2 separate regions of the Pan troglodytes genome follow, and region 2 is linked to region 1. A link is a contact called in public Hi-C data. All regions are on one chromosome and are shown on one strand. The core of a region is the stretch at or near the end of the contact, and the rest is flanking DNA. Distances in the headings are between cores, read along the strand shown.

Region 1 (5,774 bases), core at 1,975-4,474:
TCTTTTTGTTGATTGGACAATGACAGGAGGAAAACTTTTGTTGTGTAAAACATCAATACATCATTCCTGTGTTTAGCAGGCCTTGCTTCAGCCAAAAAAATTAATGTAGATTTCCTCAGTAATTATCTGAGTGATAGAAAGATAATACAGTGCAGTAGTACAATAAATAGAAGGAAATTATCTAATATCCTTAATCTGCTAGGAATCGTATCGAGGTGGAGGTCTTAGCCACATTATGGCTAACAATTATGAAAGGAAAATTAACCCTTCCCAAACTGTAGCAAAAAAAAAGAAAAGTTTCTTCAAGAAAAGAACAAGATCAGTGTTCCTAATTCTGAGTATGATTCAAAAGATCAGAGAGACTTTTACAACTAAAAGGACTATCCAAGCCCTTTCAGAGCTTACATGTTCTGGCTAATAACCATACTTTACAAACAACTGCATTCACTTAACCTAACACATGACCTTGATCTGATACATCCATAAAATGGTATGTATATCAAGACCTTCTGATGCAAAGTTCAAAGAAAGAGAAAAATGGTGGTTTCCTTTCAGTCTTCATGTAGTTTATTTTACAGTAAAAACCATCATTCTCATATTAGCAACCAATTTCAGACTTACTACCATGCCACTGAGAAAGTTAATTGAGTTTCACTCCAAAAAACAAATTCTATACCACTAACAACAAAAATTTAAATAAATTTAAATGAAAAGCCAGTGTTTTCATTTTAAGAACAGCATGCATAAAATGATCCAATTGTTTTCACCCCTTCCCAAGTTATCACATTTAATGTAAAACCCAATGATAGTTATATTCATGTCAAAACGATTTTTTCACTTCTTCAACAGATATTAACTCACAACATTACAAAAAAAAGGGAAGAGAAAAAAACAACATTGACACAATAAAAGATCAGGGAATTAGCTTTTCTGAAAGCAGAATATAATGGGGGGGGTACAGCTGGAGGTGGGGGAGGGTGTTTCCTGCCTTACTGTAAATGAAATTTTTAAAAATTTTGTATTTATGTAAAATGACTGATGCCTTTTCTGTTGTCTCTGTGGCCATCCCTAGGAAAAGCTCATGAAAGCTGTCTACGTTTGAAAAGCCAGGATATAAAAGTATACAAGGCCCATTGTCCAAAGAAAGAATTTAAAAGCAACACTGGTTGCCAAACTGCGCTCCCCACCCAGTTACCAAACACAGGATACGGGTCCATTTGTTTACTTCTCACAATTGAATGCATACAAAAAAGGTCTCCGTGCAGTCCCCTCGGCAGGTCAGTAGTCAGTGTTAAAATGCTAAAATGCCCTGATAAACCTCGAGTTTCGGATCCCCTCCCTAGAGCTGCAGTCAAAGGTCTGTTTTCCTTTCTTCGGCTACTCCCTACTGCCTAACATAAACTGTCATAACTGCCCGGGACAAACGGCCCTTTTAAAACAATCAACTTAGCCTACCTCACCCGCACAGGATGGAATCTTTTTTTGTAGCTCGATTTAAAATGAATTCTGCTGTCTATTTTCCTCACCACTTCTGTCCAATATTCATGAGCAGTCACTTCAATAGCTGTATTGGGCCTACGTCCTCTCTTCCTCCCCTACCTAAGAGCACGTATCTTCTTAAGGAAGGTCCTGTCTTGGTCCAACCCAATATGGAGCCAAACTTTCCCAAGGAAACATCTCAAGGCAACTTTAGGAGGGAAGGAAAAAAAAAAGCAAAGGTACATCATTCTGGCCAAAGATCAGGTGTCTTATTGCAGAGGTAATCAAAACAGGAAAAAAGGGGGTGAGGGGAGCCTGACAATATAAAATTATGAGCCGCTAATGACTGGGGACTCAGTAAATTAACATACTTGTTCCATCTGTCAACATCCAAGTTCAAACCTTGTTAAAATCATAACCACCAGTCCACATCATGAAAATGCTACCGTGTGACTCCATCTCGTTATAGCACAAAAGGACCACCACCTGCATGATAATTCCAGGAGACTGGTCCCTACCTCAGGAAACTACAGATCTCCTAAGCATTGTTACCCGGGGTCTCGGACAAATCCACTGGCACCATGAATCCAAGGAGACCCATCCACTGGTCTGCCTACCTCAAAGGATATTCAAAGCAACCTATCTCCTGGGTCACCTTTGCCTGGGAAGTGGATGACAAAGCACGGACCACAGCAAACCTAGCGACCTGGAGATGCAAGAATGTTCCTACAATGTCTTGCTTTCTCCTTGTTTGGACACAAAGTGTTCTCCTTCTCCCCTACACTCCCCACCCCCTGCCACTCCCTTCCCAAACTCAGGGACCACTATCATCTTTGTGCTCTGAGATGCTTTCCTTTCTGACAACAGCAATTTGGGAGAGGTAACTTTTATCCTTCTTTCTGCTGTGTAACTTTCCCCGTCACATTTCTTTATGTGCCCTCTGAGCTCATCTGAACTTTCATGTTCTCCCAGCATGCAGACGTGCATTCCAAACTATGTCTCACAGACCAAATAAGAGGTTAATAAGAAGTGGCAACAGAAAGGAAAAACACAATCCCTGGTAACTGATAAGAATGACAGTGGCAGCCCTTTTTTGTTTGTCTTCAAATATAGAGTTAAAGATCTTTAAAAAACTAAATTTTGATGCCTTTGAAAAGAAAGAAGCACAAAATAACAACAGGGGGTTATTGCCTGCAAGCCACAGGGGAGAAACTCCATAATTCTTATTCTCCCTTTTGAAGGCTGTTAGCAATCTGATTCAAAAAAGCAACAGCAGAAGGGGAAACCTCTTGAGGCTGTAACCATTTCCTGTGATCATGCATAATGTGCTTCAAAAGTGGGTTTTTACCAATTCTGTTGATCAATTGCACCTCCTTCATACCCCTTCTTTTTTCTGCTGTGTTTACATCTGATGTGACTCAATGACAAGCACTGTCTGAGACTGTGAAACAGGCCTGTCATGTTGATTTATGGGCGCATCAAACCACAACTTGTCCAAACTGAAGCTCGCAGTTCATTAATTAGAGAGTTGTGACTTTGAAGTCAGCTTTCAGACTGTGGTTTTTAACATTTGGCTTAATTTATATGCTCTTGAATGTGGATCTCTAAGGAAAAAACTGAAATTCCCTTCTTGTCTTTGAACTTCTTTTGACCGCACAATAATCATTTCTTTGTCCAGAGTGATGCCTGCAATCCCAGAGTCATTAACGCGCATTGAACTGCCACTGATGAGTAAGCCCTGCTGAATTAGAAAAACAGCCAGCAAAACAAAGCTGAGAGCCTTCTGCACAGTGATATCTCACAATTACATGCCTTCCCTCCCTGTGCCATTTCCATTTTAATTACTGTTAGTCCTTTAGATTTACATTTTAGACACTTTTTAATCTGTTCCCTTTTTTATTATAGCAGCACCCGGTAGAGCGCCACTGTACTTAAGGTTGTGTCAGCATTTTCATTAAAACACCTCCTCCCGTTCACCCCAAAACTGCCCCTACTCTGCAGGGGTTTACATCCGGCTGCTCAACAGGACTCCAGGGTGAAAACTTGGCAGGACATGGAAAACGTCCCCAATTTGTGTCAAGGGAGGAGGCAGCAAAGGGAGAATGTCTGGGTCACTCCCAGGGTGTAAAATTAGCACAGCCCAGCATCCTCACTTAGGTGAGGGACAGGGACGTCGAGTCACCTGGTAAGACTCCCCGCAAAAGAACAAAAGTGGCCACCTGCTTAGGGCTGGTGAAGAAGCTGTTAAAGTGGATGAGGTGCTGTATATAGAATTATAAATTGTGTCATCCCAAGGAGAACACTTAAACAAAAAGAATTTTCAGTCCACTGTAAAAATATGAGGAGGCAAGTTAAATTGGATAACTCTGGAATGGGTAGAAAGATGTCATAATAACGCACACATGCACACGGATACTCCCACAACTGAGTCTCACCCACGCAGAACTGAATAGAAGGTGAACTGGTAACTCCCTGGAAAGAAAGGCCTTATCATTTATGGGACGAATGGTGTCAACCTTCATGGTGTGGCATAATGTGATAAGTTATGGACACTACCAAGCGTGGTGCATATAGAAGCTATTATGATATACTTTTTTCCCCCCTGCTCAAGAAAACACAACCCAAGCTGGAGTCTTCTCTAACTTCAACTCATGCTCTCTGGCACATGCCTTTAGCAATTACATTATGTACAACTTGCAGGAAGAAGTTAAACAAAAGATGTGGATGTTTAATCTTGTTCTAACATTTTTGTTTGTTTATCCAACCTCACAAGGGGTTATTCTTCCAATGGAAAAGGCCATCACCACACACCCAAGCTCTGTGAGCTGGGGGAAAAAAAAAAAATTAAGTGTGCATCCAAGTAAAATTTTCCTGAAAGCACTTCACTTCTCCCAGCTCCATCCTGGCCCTCAGTTGTTACCAGGTTGCAAAAAGTAACCTGAAGACTCTGTCAACGATGCCTCTCCTGCTCCTCACACAGGTACACGTGCAGTGGTGTTATAAAATATGTGGCAGCAAGCAAATGGAACCCAGAAAAATCTGAGTGAAAACAGGACAATAATTCTCAGTCTGAAAGCTGAGAACCGATAGAGTCAGCTCAGTTGTGCAATCATTTAAAAGATGAATGACAGTTTAATAGCCACTAGATAGTCCTCTGGGATCTGTGGTTTGAAAGTAAAATATGTATTGTCGGTACCTCTTTAGGCTGTTTTCCAGCATGTTGTTGTTGTAAAAGTTGAAGCTGCAACTGTTCCTGTTGTTTTTTATAAAACTCTTGAAGCTGCTGCTACAAAGGAAAGAGAGGACGGTAAGTAACAGAGGGTAGCGCCAATCCACTGTCCCTTTTGGTGCCATACACAAACTGTGATTTGAAAAATAGCATCCTTTTATCTGTAATGGCCTGACCTTTAGTTTGAAACTCGACAATAAATTCAGCGCACACTGACTATTCTTGGCATTATTGTTTGAAAAGTAATCTCCAAAATGAACTGATGAAAAACATACCATTTTCTACACAAACTAATTAAAATAAGGCAAAGAATGACCTTTGATTGTACAACAAAGCTGAAATGCCCTTGCTGAGAGAGTCTGGTGAATCTCTTCTGCATGCTTTCTAAATGACATGGCTGGGCACTATGCAGTGTTATTCAGTGTGTGCATGGACAGCCTGGGAGCTTCCGCTGCATCCTGTCCCCACCACCCCAGGCCAGTGACTCCCAACGCTGTAGTTCCGAATCTCATCTATTTGGTTCAGGTGGCTGTGAAGTCTGAATATTAGGTCCCCATAGTGCAATGACAACCAGAAGTTCATTTCAGCAACATCGTATGTGGAAGAAGTAAAATCAACTCTGGACCTTAAAATTAGCAAATTCTAGAATGCTTCTTTATGTGTAAAGAAAAAAAATCTGTAAGCTTCTGAGTTGAAATGGGGACTTCAAGAGCTGTCATATTTAAACCACTCCCAACGTGCTCCTCATTTTGCTTTGATTCACACCATTTAGGAGCCTCTGGGCTTACCAAATAAAACAGTGTAAAGCCATGTAAACCTAAAAGATCTTACTGCTACCAAGTCCAATTACAGCCCTGATCTCAGTCCATCGGGTACTCTCCAGGCCCAAACACTAGTCACCATGGCAGGGCTCCTCTCTTTTGGGCATGCAAAAGCACATCGATTATTCAGGGAGTGGTCTGTGTCCTGCCCCACCCACGCTGCTTTACTCTTCTCTGGGCAAAGGAGCTGCTCTGGTGGAGGGGAGATTGAGAATGGAGTGATGGGGGCCCCTGGGTTCTGGGGG
Region 2 (5,774 bases), core at 1,586-4,085, 530 kb after region 1:
ATGAGCCCAGACTAAATCAATACACTTTGTAATCAGCCCAGCAAGGGTATTTGGACACAATGACTTGGAAATAATTAATAGTTATAAGAGGGGAGTGGGGTGAGAAGGGGGGCGAGGATGTCACCATATTTTATCGGAGCACTTTACACTCCACGCTAAACTTTGATCTCCAGATTTTCAGATTTAGGAAAGAAAGAGGGGGAAAGGGTGGAGGGGAGGAAGTCCAGTATTTCGAAGCACCTACCGGCCTGAGGATGGGCACATTCCTCGCTCCCGGTGCCTTATCGCTAGGCTCGCGCCACCCCGGCTGGCTCTTTGGGGACGGAGAACCCCTAGTGCCGCCTGGGGCTCTCCGGTATCCCTGGACCCCGCGCCCGCGGCCGCCTCGACTTACCCGCGGAGTCCGGGGAGGGAGTAGGAGCGCCGCCTTCACGCCCGCGGAGGAGGCGCCGGCAGCACCATGGTCCCCGGCGCCGCTGCCGCTGCCCCCGGCCCGCTCGCTCGCTCGCCGCGCGCTCTCTTCCTCTTACAAACTTTCGGGTTCTGCAGTCGACAAGAAACCGGGGCGACCCTCAGCAAGTCTTCCCCGTGCAGGCTGGGGGGAACTGAAGGGGACGGGACGGGTGAGTAGGCCGAGGGGCCAGGACAGAGAGGGCAGCGGGCTCCGAGGACCCGCGAGTGCGCGTGGAGGGAAGAGAGGATGCGGCTCAGGGAATCCCTGCAAAGATCCAGAGACCGGGAAACCGGCCCGAGCCAAAGTCTCAGCACCTTCCCCAGGATCTCACAAAGTTGCAACAACATAAAGGAGGGGGGAGGAATAGGGAGAAGGGGGTGGGATGGGGATACGATCGCGGGCGCAAGGTTTGGAGTTACAACTGTTTATTTAGTCCTTATTCTCACAGGGGGCGGGAGCTGCGCGGGAATGGGGGGCTGCAGGCAGCGATTTCGAAGCAAACACATGGGAGGGGGGCATGCGACTTTGTTTCCGGGCGCGGAGCTCCCCAGAGCCCGTGTGTGTCACTGCCAGTCTCCCGGGACCAAGGCGGAGCTCACAACAGGTGGGGAGGGGGGCTCGTCGAGGGCCAAAAAGAAGAAGGAATCTAAGTTTCCGAGAGCGACGTTGTCTGAAAAAGAGGGAGGCGGGAGGCGGGGGCGAGGGGAGGCGGAGGCAGCAAATGACCGCGACCCCGCGGCAACTGGCAAACTCCTCGGCTCCCGGCGCCGCCGCCACCGCCGTGGTCCCCACTCGAAGCGCACGCCGCCTCGGCTCGCTGGCTCCAGGGAGTCGTCTCGGCGGGACAGGAATAGAGCGCAGGGAGCTCGGGAGGAAGGCTGCGCGCAAGCGAGGGACGGAGAGCCATCGGCCGCCAGGACAGGGCCGGAGGGACGAGGCGACACGCGCGCGACGCAGGACAAATCGGAGCTTGGGAAATCTCCCCGTCCCCCAAGCTTCAGAGGGGGGTAAAATCAGAAAATGTGTGTGATGGTGGGAGAGAGATCCGGGCGCGGCGACTCCTCGCAGCGCATCCGGCTCCCGCACCCACCCGTGGATCTGGCCACGGCTGTTGCGGACTCGTCTCGGGAAAGCGGAGGCCGAGCGCGCGTAGGGGTGCGTGTCTGGCTGGGGGTGCGCAGGTGCGTGTTTGAATTTTCCGGGCTCCGAGGGGGTGGCGGGAGAGCTTCCTCGCCGCTGACTCTCGGGGTAACGCGCGCGTGGCAGCGGGGAAGTTCCCCAATGCGGGGCCCAGGGCCAGGCACCACAGTCAGTCTGCTGGGGCCCGCGGGGCAGCTCAAGGGCACCGAGGGGGCACACACCCGCGGAGAAGGAAGGGGAAAAGTTTGCTCCAAGTCTAAACTTTGGGCCTAGGAGGCGCCCGGCGCGCGCCCCCTCCCGCCGCGGCCAGGACCCGGGACCCCGCACCGGCCCCGCGCCCGGGCGGCCACCGGACGCCAACGCCGGGCATCGAAAGTTGCGCCAGGCGGCCTGGGCTTATTGATTTCTCTCCCCTAGGCGATCGTGGAGAGCGCAGAGAGAGGCGTGAAGGGGCCTACGGGCAGGCGATCTCGCCTCCTCACAGTCGCCACCGCCCCCGCCCCCATTTGACTTATGCAAATAAACCCAAAGGGTGCGGGCGCCGCCGGAGCTCCCTCCACCCGCGCGCCGGCCCGCAGCCCCCACCCATCCCAGAGCTGGGCCTCGACCCGGGGGGGGAGAGGAAGAGAGGGGAGGGCTGGGGGAGATGCACGTGGAGCCTGGAGGTGGAAAGTAGTTTTTTTTTTTTTCCATTTTTTTCTCTTTTTCTTTCTTTTTTTTTTTTTTTGTGCTGGTTGTTGTTGTTGTTTAAAGTGGCGGAAACAAGACAGGAGGCGGCTTGGGAAAAAGTGGAGCAGAAATGGAAAAATACAAACTCACCCGCTGCAAATGGTCTCTCGGTGCAAACTAAGGTGTTTTCGGGCCTTTCCCCGCGCGCGCCCACTCCCGCCCGCGCGCGCACCCCGCGCACACACTCACTCGCGCACACACGCGCGCACACACGCACTCCCGGGCGAGGGCCGGGCCGCCGCGAGTACAGCGTGCAACCGCCACACAATAAATAACAATAGATTCCTCCGCTCCGGACTAGCTTCCCGGAGCCCAGCCAGCGCCAGTGGCGGCGGCGGCGGCGGCGGCAGAGGCGCGGGCAGCACCGGCCCGGGGGCGCACCCCGGCCCGACTCTCTATCTCCCGCAGGGGTCCCCTCTCCGCTTCACGCACCCCGTTGGGCACTCCAGCGGCCCTCCGAGCGGGAGCGGCTCCCTCTTTGCCGTTCGCCGGGGCGCTGGCGCCCACCCCCCTCCTCCCTCCTCCCTCCCCCCTCCCCCCCGACATCCCGGAACAAATAAATAAATAAGGCGCGCGAGAGAGGCCAACACGTCGCGGAGGGAGATGTTGTTATTTTTTGCTGTTGTGCGTCCCTGACGTCACATCCACCTGCTGGGTAAACAACCGGGCTCCCAGAAAAAAAAAATCGCAATTGCCCAAGAATGGGGGGGAGGTTGGGGGGAGGGATCCAGGGAGGGGGAAGTGAGGGGCGTCCGGGCAGGATTGGAAAGAGGAGAGGGAGGCAGAGCCCCGCGGGCCAGAGAGAGGAAGGGAACGCCAGAGCAGTCCCTGGCAACAGAGGGATCTGGCAGGAAAGACCTGGAAAATAAGGGGCAGGGGGGCGGAGGGGGAGATTCCTCAGGAGATGGGAAATGGGGGGCCCATTCAGACAGCGGAAAAAACGAGAAGGGAGAGTGTTAACTAGGGACGAAGATGGGAATGCGATGGCTATTTGCTTGGATTCTGAGCTAAAAATATGAAAGGGAGGGGAGAGGACAGGCTAGAATGTGAGTTTCCTCCAGTTAAAAGTGAAAGTGTTTTGCCATCAGTGACAGTTGAAGGAGAGCGGGGTGGGAGGTGGTGTTTTCAACCCCCTTTCTCCCTCTCTCCCGTCCTCCCTCGGTCTCTCCTCTTTCTTTCTGCACTTTGTCCAATGAAAGAAGGCGAGTTCGGGAGGTGAAAGTTCAGCAGAAGGACAAACCCCTGTTCGCAAGGAAACAGAAACCCCGCCAGCCAGCGAGGGGTTTTCTCCCCTGTTTCTCGGAATCAGGAGAGTGTGAATGTGGGACGAGCTTCTGCCCCCTTGTCAGAGCCACTGCAGGAATGTGCAGTCGAGTCCACTTTGGGGGAAAGTGGCTGCATCAGGAACTGTGTTCTTGCCACGACTCCTCTTAAGAAAACGCCTGGGGGCTAGCATGTCAGTCCGTTGTTTAACACAAATTACCTGCTCTCCCAGTGATCAGTCACGTGCAAAAAGCTTTGTCCAATTCTTTGAAAAGGTGAGATTTTTTTTTTTTCTTTTTGCGGTTTTTGAAGTTTGGTTGAATTTAGAAATTCGAAGGAATAAACTAAGAGCCTGAATTAAATGTTTTGAAATATACATACATAAAACAAAAGACACTAGTATTTCTTTCACTTTTATCAATACGCATAGAGAAGGAAGCAGAGTATGTGTTTCCAAAACGTGACTTGGAAAGCTGTAAGACCTCTATGTCTTGTTGTTGTTGTTGTTGTTGTTGTTGTTGTTGTTAACAGAAGTAAATTTTTTCAGACCCACCACCACAGAAGTGGCCAGACTCCCAAACCAGCATTTCCAGCTACTGGCTGGATGGTGTACACCAGGCCAATTCTTTATGAGAATATATTAAAAGTCACCCCTGTGGATTCCTACAAAGTACTTCCCCTTGCGGGGAGGGGAGAGGCTTACTGTCCCTTTGGTCTTGAGACCAGCACAGTTGTAGATAATATCCTGAAAAGGTTATTATTAAATTCTTTCGGGTAATGCCCCTTTACAAATATTGTTAAACATTAATTTACAGAAGAACTTAAATCTCAATTTCAAGGGTGGCATAAGACTATCGCTTTGAAATTGTATCTTTCGCAAGTTAAAAAAAAAAATAACAAAGCCATTCGCTGATGCTACAGAATAAAAGAAAGGGAGGCTGCTAAGGTAATTTCAGCCTGGTAGAATTCACATTGCATGCATGCTGCATAAAGTTCCATGCTATCCAGATAAGACTATTCACTGAATCTTTTAGACTAGAATCTAGACCAATAAAATGCATTTTAGCTTGTATGGAATGTCCTAGCTTCCTAGAGGCTAGGGTTCGATGTCTTGTTTGTCAAGACATAAAGGGATTAATGACATACCCACTGTGTTCTAGACCACAGAGTGGGCACAGAGGGATGAAAAAATAAAAATTCCTGCCCTTGAGGAGCTCACAGTCTACAGCTGTCAATAATAACATCTAACATTTATTAAATACTATGACCTAGGCACTGATCTAAAAGCTTTATGTCAACTCAGTTAATACTGCCAACAACTCTTTGACATCACTGGAAATTCCATATGCTGAATTCACATGGAATTAAGTGGAAATCTACAAAGTAGCCAGTCTACTGGTTCTGTAGTGGTCAACCTATTAAAAATGGTTTTTAATTTCTAAAGTACTTTATGCCAAATATAACATGTTTATGGTATATGCCTGACTGTAGAATTATAACTCAGGGGAATAACGACTTATTTAAATGTAACAGATCTATTCATAGTCTGTAAAGAACAATTCATCCTCTGATCTTGTTTTTCAGATTAAGCAGTGTGTTTATTAAAAATTATTATCATCGCAATACTAAAAAGATCTTTAGATTGCTGCTAATCTGATTCTGCATTTTAACTGCCTTAAATTCTACATTCACTTGCAAGTGGGGGCCACAGTCAGGTTGGCAACAAGTTTTGCAGACAAAAGGAAATCCTGGTTGTAAATCCCATGATATATTGTACTCAATTTTGTATATGATACTGTCTAATGTGCTGTGCTGCCTTATTAAAGAACTCGATGTCCATTTGGTTTACATTAGAGGGAAACTTAACTGCAGCTTAACATATTGTTCATTTTCAACACTGTCACGTTACATTCGTGGGGAGCAGATTTTAATTTCTTTATCAGTAATCAACTGGAAGTTTCTTTTTGTTAAATTAAAGCAAGAAAGGTTTTAAAATAAAGGGCATGGGGGTAGGACGCCACCTTTTGGTGATAAAACAAATAGAAATCCCTTTTGAAAACAGATGTTCCTGACATAATTTTATTTTTAATTACACCAAGGCAAAGGTGCTTGTCCCCATTTCGTTATATTTTAAGTAACAGGAGAAAAAAAAACCAATGTAAATGCAAAATTAGCAAATTATAGTTAA

What was found. Hi-C and Micro-C count contacts between places; a contact is called where the count stands out from the background.
Region 2: a Hi-C map of stem cell-derived neural progenitor cells shows a contact between it and region 1, with 5 times the contacts expected there. The contact joins the promoter of FOXP1 here to the enhancer-like site in region 1. A contact is called at or near these places in 1 of 7 Hi-C or Micro-C datasets (stem cell-derived neural progenitor cells) and 1 of 1 datasets of contacts at active chromatin or transcription factors (stem cell-derived excitatory neurons).

What each region holds. Positions count from the first base shown.
Region 1 is chr2:75,039,932-75,045,705 of NHGRI_mPanTro3-v2.0_pri, forward strand. FOXP1 (forkhead box P1) reads right to left here. Exons shown (of 19, transcript XR_010155275.1): 8 at 4,676-4,765. Among named protein-coding and RNA genes, the nearest start is that of MIR1284, 490 kb to the right of the region's middle. Within about 2 kb of position 3,225, at least 10 of the 24 cell types and tissues checked have an H3K27ac peak or open chromatin away from gene starts, as enhancers often do. A contact at or near this core is called in stem cell-derived neural progenitor cells, where this site is marked.
Region 2 is chr2:75,575,001-75,580,774 of NHGRI_mPanTro3-v2.0_pri, forward strand. FOXP1 (forkhead box P1) reads right to left here and starts at 2,836. Exons shown (of 19, transcript XR_010155275.1): 1 at 2,756-2,836. LOC134809482 reads left to right here. Exons shown (of 4, transcript XM_063806304.1): 2 at 82-623.